Regions from separate parts of the Zea mays genome. Here region 1 is linked to region 2. The links are chromatin contacts, called in public Hi-C maps. All regions are on one chromosome and are shown on one strand. Each heading gives the region's core, a stretch centred on a gene start, on an enhancer-like site or on the middle of the called end of the contact. The rest is flanking DNA. Distances are from core to core; before and after follow the strand shown.

Region 1 (4,665 bases), core at 1,626-4,125, 35 kb before region 2:
GCATGCAAATATGCAAATGAGGGTGACTAGCCCTACACATTAATGAACACTTTGCAGTGTCAGTACCAATCCAGTCCGCTAGCTGGGTGAAAAAGGCTCACGCTTCGCCAAAGATCCTGAAGCAAATGCGATGAGTACATTGCACTTGCTGCATATGGCGAAGGCACATGCCTCCTGCCTGATGAGTTCTGGTCAAGCGTCGCAATGAAGCTATAGTACCAGCCTACCAGGTAACAATTGAGAAACATGCTTCCATTGCCGTGAAAGAAGTGCCATACGGTGTTCTTCGGCGAACAACCAAAAAAGACATTCGGTGTTTCTTGGACCCTGCCAGATTTCTTCCACCTGTACAACCGATGCAATGCGTCAAGCATGAAACCGAAAGAAGTCACCGGGCGTACCGATGCAGGCGCCCTCGCTCGCTTTCCTTACGCACGATTGGACCTGAAGTAGCACTTCAAGTTCAAATGGTAGCTTGAGCTGCCTCTTGATCCCCATCGTCCACCTGTGACTGAAAGGCTTTCTGGAGCTGCTGCTGAAGCAGCGCTCTGAACTGGCGGGCTGAAGCCAGGCTCTCCTCCATCTTTGCCTTCTTAGCAGTCAGGTCGGACTTCCTAGCTTCTGCAGCAGCAATCTCCGTGTTGTTCGAGTACATCTCGCTGCTCTGCAGCTCTTGCAGTGTAGATTTCAGCTGTAGTAGTTACAGGAACCGTCCGTTAATTAGAAGCAGATGCAAATTCACAACATCAGCAGAACAGTAATTCGGTCCTATATGAATGCACAGCGACACAAACAATGCAAATAATAATAATAATAATAATAATAATAATAATAATAATAATAATAATAATAATAATAATAATAATAATAATAATAATAATAATAATAATAATAATAATAATAATAATAACAATGTAGGTGTAAGTGCTTGGTGGGATCTTGATCAATGGCTCTTTATTCGTTGGCTCAGGTCAGTAGATCTTGAGCTGTGTGCCATTTGGGATAGTTCCTCGCTGCTGTGCTCAATTATTGCACTGCAAACCTAACAAGATGGACCCGATCAAAAATTTCTTAGGAGAGCAGACTCTTATATACAAGAATAGCTCATCTTTTAAATACATATTAATGTTATTTGGACAGGCCGTCTTTTAAATTCATATAAATGTTATTTGGATGCTTGTGAAGTTAATGGTCATGTGCGGACCAAGATCCATGACTCTCCATGAATTGTTTTCATGCATCCAGCGAGTAAAGTTATAGCTACTATGATAAGGTAGACTGACAGAGAATCCACCAAGATGTTATATATGTATGTGTGTGTACACACACAGCTCCCATGAACATCTATTTCTTGCTACCTAGGGCAAATAGAACAAAATTACCCAGCAACGTTCCTTTTTACAGATCTAGTATCGACAATAACTTTATGATCCAAGTACAACCATAAATAGCGCCCTATCCTTCTCGATGATAACATCACACATATAAGAGATACATTAGAATCTATCAGAAGATCATTTGACACCATAAGTTCATAAGACATACCTGTTAATGTTCATATAATTTAGTAAGGGATAGACCAAATAAAATACATGTTAGCCTTTACTGATCATCACATAAGTCATAACTCATAACCATGCTCTTTTTCGCTCTGTTTGCATAGTGAAGCCACAATGTTTGTTCGGACCAACACAGGCTTGACAATAATTCAAATCCTTCTCAGGAGGCAACAACCATGGCCCAAGAATTTATCACCCGCATTGATCCGGTCCATCTGAAATGCAATGAAATGGCAAGGCAACAATTTGACTAAATGGCAAGGCAACAATTTGACTAGATGGCAAGAGCTAGCTTCCAGCTTCCCATGTGGTCCCTTCCATCGGGCAGGCCAACAAAGATCAATCAACAAACTACAGGCTACTGGCTAGTTTTTAGACGAGAAGACGGGCTAGTGTATAGATCAGACCAAAGCATATTAAACACATCTGCCCTATACCCTATTATTGCCGGTTGATCTGAGCAAGCCCAAGCGAACAGAATTAGTAACGATTTACCAGTTTCACCCAGATGCCAAGCAACTAGTTGCAACCAGGCTGAACTGTGAATCTGTGATGAGCTCAATAGATAATAGTTTATGGATGTAAAGTATGGGGACCATACTCGAGATACCAAATCCCTCAGCCTCTGCACTTCCTCGCGAGTCTCCGCCTCGAACCGCCGCGACTCCGTCTGGAACTCCTCCATGTCCTTCCTCTTGGCCTCGTAGAAGCGGTCCCAGCCTTGTTCCCTCCTCTCAGCCTCCTCGATCTCACCCCTTACCGAGCTGCGCGCCCGATTAGAGCATGCAGATTAACCAAAAACGAAATGCCCTGAGTTGTTTCAGGGTGGAGGGAGAGAAAGTGAGATGGGCTGCCTTTTGGCTACCTGAGGTCGCGGGCGACAAGGAGGCGGCGCGCGCGGGCGGCGTCGATGTCGGCGCGGGCGGCGAGGGCGCGGAAGGCGAGGTCGGCGGCGCGGCGCTCGAGGAGGAGACGGCGGCACTCGAGTCGGCGCGTGGCGGCGAGCTTGGCCGAGAGAATACGGGACTTGGCGGCCTGGGTCTCCTTCTCCGCCTGCGCATCAAGGCAAGGGGAGGAAAGGGGCGCCGCGGTGAGGCCACGGAGTCAGGGTTTGGAGGGTTTCGGGGAGGAGGCAGATGAAGGAATTCGAGATGAGGAGGGGAGCGTCGTAGGAGACGTTGAGGAGGGCGAGGCGTTGGTTGCGGGCGTCCTCCATCTGCCGGACGCGTTCCTCGAAGGCGGCGGAGAGCTCCATCGTGGCGGGCTGGCGGCCGTCAGCGGAGGTGAGCGGTGGTTTGGGTTTGATTGGGCGGGAAATGTTCGCGGCTTGACCGTCTGGACAGAAACGGACGCTCACGATCAGAGACTGTCTACATACAACTTTTATTTTAAATAATATCTCTATCAACAATTCTAAGACTTTTCTATCTCTACAACTAAAAAACCTTCAAGAGAATTTCTATTTCTTTTCTAATTATCTATTTTCATTTTAAATAATTATCAAATTTTGAATGCTCTAGAGATAATAATTAATGGCTAAAATTAGTTAGCGACATCTAAACTCTAGCTAATAATTCAGTTATTAGCTATTTTTAGTAAATTAGCTACTAGTTATTTTTCCCATTCATGAGTGAGGTAGAAATATTGATTTTTCTTTGTAATAACAGCATGGAGACATCTTAGACCAGCTATTACTAAGACGCGTATTTTTGCTATTATAAACCACATTCTAAGCGGCTTCGACATAATAGTCGCAACAATTTGTGATTAGTTAGGTCATGTTTGGTTTCTTTAGTTTAGGGACTAAAATTTAGTCCATAACATTTTTGGTTTTAGAGGCTAAAAATACTAAGAATATACTAAATGACTCATAAGAAGACTAAAATGACTCTTAACATTCTCCTGCTATTAGTATAATTGAACTAAATGAGGGGTAAATGTGTAATTAATATGATTTAGTCCATTTTAGCACATATGTGAAGGACTAAAGACTAAATCATTTTAGTCCATATTTTAGTCCTAGTGTTTGACAAAAAAGGGACTAAATGAGACTAAAAACTAGAGACTAATCTTTAGTCCCTCTAACCAAACACCCCCTTAAAATGACCCTTTCTACCGTGTTCAACCGTCACAATAGAATTATTAGGCAACTTAAAACAGAGCAGGGGCAAAATGGTCTGTTCACGTGGCTAAAAACATAAAAGAGAAAAAATAGTTTAAATTGACTAATAATTCTATTGTAACGGTTGAACGCGGTAGAAAAGACTGTTTTATCGAATTCCAAATTGTAGGGACTATTACGTAGAAGCCGCTTGGAATGAAATTTATAATAGCAAAAAAAAAAAGCTCTACTAAAACACCCGCTCTGCATCGCTAAACTCTTTGAAATGCTTTGTTTGAGATTTGCCATTGGTGCCGAAAAAGGGGAACAAGAGTAAGTCATGATGTCCTCCCTAACATGACCTTGTTTAGATTTGTTGACAATCAAACCCCTGCTGGCCTGTAGGCTGCATAAAGACAATCCTTTCTAGACATTTCATCTCAGGATGTTTCTCATAGTTCTGAATCACAAGCTTTCATTTTATGCCATGATACTGCATTAGTGGTTAATTCCCCATTACTGGTGTTTTTATTGTCTCACCTTTATTTAGTTATCTAAAAAATTACTAATGGAATTAACTAGCAAACTATTAACTAATTTACTAAAAATAGTTAATAGTTAAACTATTAGTTAGGTTGTTTGTATGTCTCCAACTAATTTTAAACACTAACTATTAGCTCTAATGCATTCAAACACCCCGTAAGTTCGGTTTGTGGAGATTCTATTGTTTTATCAAATAAAAGAAAAAAAAACAGGAAACCGCCTCGCATAACTTTTGCATGAGATAGCAGCTTATGCAAGAACAGATATTTATACAATGTCAGAAATGATCAGAACAATTTGTAAAACGGTATTCCTCTTCATATCTCCACATGCATATCTCGATTTACAATCTGCTGCTTTTGCCAGATTGGAGGACTTGAATCCTCTATTGTTACGTTAGGTTAATTCAATGTTATTCTGGTTTTACATCTGAAGAAGGAATAGGTGGTCACCATCTCGTAT
Region 2 (4,684 bases), core at 850-3,349:
AAAAAGCTTTAGCTGATCGAATCTAGCTGGCTCTAGGAAGTTAAACTAACTTCCGACTAAATTTTTCCGAGAGCTTAACTTCCGACGGGATCGCGAGGATTTAGCTAACTTCCGAGAGTTTACGACTAACTTCCTAGAGTTTAGGCTCTAGAAAGTTAACCGGTTTGGTGTAGTGCAAGCTTATAGTTCATTTTGAATTATTGAATCACTCACCTTATGAAAGGCTATTAGCTGGCTCTGTCCAGCTATTGTAGCTTATAAAAAAGGTTTAGTTGATCTAAACAGGGTCTAAACCCTTGCCTCTGTGCTCTCATATCTAGCATTTACATCCACCAGACTTCATCCTTTAGCCAGTGCAGTGATTGGGTTCAATGTCTTCTTGGGATCACAGAGACTGAGCAGACAGTGTCTCTATTATTGTGCTTTCTGTCATGTTTTAGATGTATACAATCTTATTTGAAGTTGTTAGAGTGGACGTACTAACTAGTTCAACCCAAAAGCTCAAACTGTTAGGAGAAGGTATGCAATTCACTTATACACTTCAACACCCACACTCACGTGTAGCCAGAGAGAGGCGTAAACGTAGAAATAAAGGGGTGGAGGCACAAATGAAGCCTCTGCTAGAATTCGAACTCGAGACCTCTACCTTTGATACCATGTTAGAGTGGACGTACTAACCAGTTCAACTCAAAAGCTTAAGGTGTTAGGAGAAGGTAAGCAATCCACTTGTACACTTCAACATAAGTTGTCTTGTTTCCATTTCCCGCTGAATCAACCATCTTGTTAAGAGGGTACCCACTTGATATATCTTGAAGGTGGACCCAGATCTAGATTATAGGAAGAGGAAACGAACTTTACCAGTACATTAATTGACGTTTATTTCTATTTTCTAACTAAATAATTAATCTATGATATACTTTTCTTATGGTTCACTAGTTGACAAAGTTAGGAAGTGCTTTTCTAGTTGTTGATAAGTTACAGAAAATTTCCAGGCGTTCTATAATGTTGAGCGAGAGGACCCCTAGTCGAGTTAGTTAGATAGTGTGAGTAGCACCCTTCAAGTCCTGAGTTTGACTTCCCATGGGAACGAATTTCAGGTTATGGTTAAAAAAATCCCATCGTCTTTCCCACACCAAAGCACATGTCTAATGCCCAGTCCTGGTCGTGGTCGTTTCTCACATGAGTGTCGTTATATATATGTGGGGCATGGATTTAGAGATTTTCTCGACCTGCGTGAGAATGTTATTTTTATCTTAATATAATGACCGGGAGTTGTCTTACCCTCCGTAGGTCGAGTTCTGTAATATTAAAACTTTAAATGGTATTATTAAGTCATTATTATCGGTTAGAGATACTAACCGATACTAATGTACTTGTTTTATAAATTCTTCCTCCTTGAGCTGGCGGTTGACGCTATGAGCAGAGAGGAGCTTTGTTCCTAGTGCCATAAGCTTTGAGGAGGAAATATGCGGCCCACTTTTTTCAAGATTTTGTTAAAGTTTTCACTCACTTAAGTGTGAAAAAAGGTTAGCAATTTTATCCTCTTGTTTTATGGTTGAAATGGTTACTAGCTTTTCTTAGATTTCTTGAATTATGTGGTTTATTTTATTTAGATCCAGATCAATCTCTAATAGAATATTGTGTAGATTGTTGAGGAGAGGTAGAAAATGTAAGTTATATGTATATTGTGAGAAAAGTCATAATGTTTTCTTGTTTTATCTAAATATTTAAATTTTATGGTTTTAATACGAATATTCTATTTGAAGACCATTGTATTTTGATATAATTTTTTATATGAATATTCGCAGTGGAGGTAGCTCCTGCTATCCTGCAAGTTTCCGATTAGAACTATAACAAAGCATGTTTTGGCCATCTAAAATTGACGTTATCTTTCATCAGGATGTGGAGGTAGGAGTACGTACTAGATGTGACTCAAAAGCATTGTATATGCTGGAGAAGGGTGAACTGGAGGTTCACCGATGGTGAACTTTCAGTTATCCACCGTTTGTTTGTTTATTTATTTATTTTTTGCTGAACCGTGGGCGTGAGAGAACGAGGGGTGATGTCATATCTGATGTCTACTGGTAGGGGATCGGAGCCCCTTGAAAACGACCCCACCAGCCATATCTCTTTTTTTAAACAAGCAGGCAATAGTTCTGTCTTATATATTAATAAGAAGAGAAATGCTCTAAAACAAAAAAAAATCAATAGACAGGCGATGCCAAACGCAACAGATACTCTCTAAGCATCCCTTAGCAAATAAGAAAAAAAGAAACACAACAAGCAACCCAACTAAGTTGATGAGGATAAGAGAGTAGCTAATTGGCTAGCCCCGACTGCAATCCAGACTGCCGCGTCGCACTTAATCAAAGTTATGATCTGTTGACTGGTCAAAAACCTGCGATCAAAAGTACTTGCATTCCTTTCTCGCCATATTATCCAATTAACAAGGATCAGCAATGATCTGAGCCCCTTTCTGCTACACCCCGATAACATAGCCAAGTTCTCCCACCAATGCATCGGCGTGTGAGATAACTCCCAGTTAGACGGCTTCAAATCCTCGAGTTTGGCAATGGGTACACCCGATATCATAGCCAAGTTCTCCCACCATAGCCCCTTGGCTGTCTTGCCCCTCCCCCGCACGCCCTACTCCAATCCTGCATCGGCCACCATTAGAGATGGCAATGGGTACCCGAAATCCGATGGGTTTTTACTCCATTAGGATACGGGTTTGGGTCCATTTTTATACCCATGAGTTTGTTAATGGGTATAAATTTATACCCGACAGGTTCACGGGTACGGGTTTGTTCCTACAGTATCCAAACCCGTGAACCTGTGGGTTTTTAAACCCGACCAAACCTAGTATATATTGTCATTTTATTTTATAAACGAACAACAAACTTGTTATCTCCCTATTTACTTCCTAATTTTTAGTAAATGGTGAATGTATAAGTAGTTGGTGAGAGTGTTGCTTGTTTGCTATTATAGTTTTTACTAGCGTTATATATGTGATGGATGGATAACTTAGTGCAAGGTTACTTGGTTATACAACTTATTATTTGTATTTCATTCTCTCTACTAATAATTTTTATACCAAATCATGAACTTGTTGTTCATCACATAAATTTTGGACCATGATCTCATTAATTATTATCATACTTATTGATTATGAGAAGAACAAGCATATTGGAGATAAAACCTGCGGTTAACCCATGGGTACCCGCTAACCCGATGGGTACGGGTTTGGGCAAATTTTCAAACCCGTCATGGGTACGGGTTTTTTAATGGGTATACATATTTTTCACGGGTACGGGTTTGGGATAGCAAAACCCAGGGGGTTTGTACCCATTGCCATCTCTAGCCACCATGCTCTAACCTTAGCCCCCGTGTCGGCTGTCGTGTCCTAGCCACATTCGCCCCTCACCTCAGCTAGCCCCTTGCCCCGACCGCCAACCCTGGTTTGCCCTTGCTCAGGCCACCAGCCCAACCGACCTCTACCTAGGTCGCCCCGATCGACCCTGTTACTAACACATACCGAAGCATTCGGACATTTCGTGTAACTGCAACACTCATAAGTTTATCAATACTAGAGAGTGGCTCCGTCCGAAAGATTTTAGGAGCCAGACACACTACCGGAATTCAGCTCTTTGACGAATGTCAAATGATTTGCCGAGTGTTTTTTCAGGCACTCGACAAAAAAGCTCTTTGCCGAGTGCCAAGAAAAAACCCTCAGTAAAAAACACTTGGCAACTCTTTGTCGAGTGTCAAAAATAAAACACTCGGCAAAGAGTTTCTTTGCCGAGTGTTTTATAGTAGACACTAGGCAAAGAGCTTCTTTACCTAGTGTTTTTTTCAACACTAGACAAAGACAATTTAAAATCATATTTTAAAGTAGTAAATTAATTCAAATGAAAAAGTTTTCAAATACAAATTTGTATAACTCATCAAGATGTACAATGTATATTTTGATCATTTCTTTATATGATAAAATAAAAGTAAATTTATTCATAAAAACTATCTCTCTCGTAGTTTATAAAACTACAAGAGAGATGTACAAGATTTGTGAATAATGTTAGAATAATCATGTGAGATGAACAAATGACCAAACAACCAAAATAAAATTTATAGATCTTGAGAAGTTATAGAATTTTGTAGTTGGCAACATTTTCATTCAAAGTCATGTTGTCAACGAAAACTACGTTTGAATTTAAAAAAATTAAAATTTGAATTTTGAAAACGCCTTCGAATGGAAAAACCACCAACAGAAAATTTGTAGGTCTTGAAAAGTTTTGAAACTTTGTAGTTGACAATGTTTTGGTTTGAAATCATCTTGTCATGCAAAATTATGTTTGAATTTTAAAATTTAAAATTTTAAAATTATCTCGGATGGAAAAACCACCAAAATAAAAGTTGTAGGTCTTGAAATGTAATGAAACTTTGTAATTTACAATTTTTTTTATTTGAAATCATCTTATCACAGAAAAATTCGTGCGAAGTTTTCAAATTTGAAATTCGAATTTTGTAAACGGCCTCAGATGTAGAAACTGTCAAAATAGAACCTGTAGATCTTGAAAAGTTATGCAACTTTATAGTTGGTCACATTTTGAAATGAATTCATTTAGTGCCTCAAATAATTAAACTACTCTCGGTTTGTTATATTACATGAGGAATGAAAATGTAATAT

What was found. Hi-C and Micro-C count contacts between places; a contact is called where the count stands out from the background.
Region 1: a contact with region 2 is called in a Hi-C map of leaf, with 3 times the contacts expected there. The contact joins the promoter of LOC100277894 here to the enhancer-like site in region 2. A contact is called at or near these places in 4 of 25 Hi-C or Micro-C datasets (leaf and seedling).

What each region holds. Positions count from the first base shown.
Region 1 is chr4:235,357,524-235,362,188 of Zm-B73-REFERENCE-NAM-5.0, reverse strand. It overlaps LOC100277894, which reads right to left and starts at 2,875. Exons shown (of 4, transcript NM_001361302.1): 1 at 2,737-2,875; 2 at 2,425-2,612; 3 at 2,161-2,314; 4 at 1-691. The coding sequence starts at 2,814. The coding sequence ends at 464. It overlaps LOC542145 (potassium channel 3), which reads right to left. Exons shown (of 11, transcript NM_001111770.3): 11 at 4,609-4,665. The coding sequence ends at 4,627.
Region 2 is chr4:235,321,771-235,326,454 of Zm-B73-REFERENCE-NAM-5.0, reverse strand. No RefSeq gene overlaps it. Among protein-coding and RNA genes, the nearest start is that of LOC542145, 30 kb to the left of the region's middle. Within about 2 kb of position 2,099, at least 1 of the 20 cell types and tissues checked has an H3K27ac peak or open chromatin away from gene starts, as enhancers often do. A contact at or near this core is called in leaf, where this site is marked.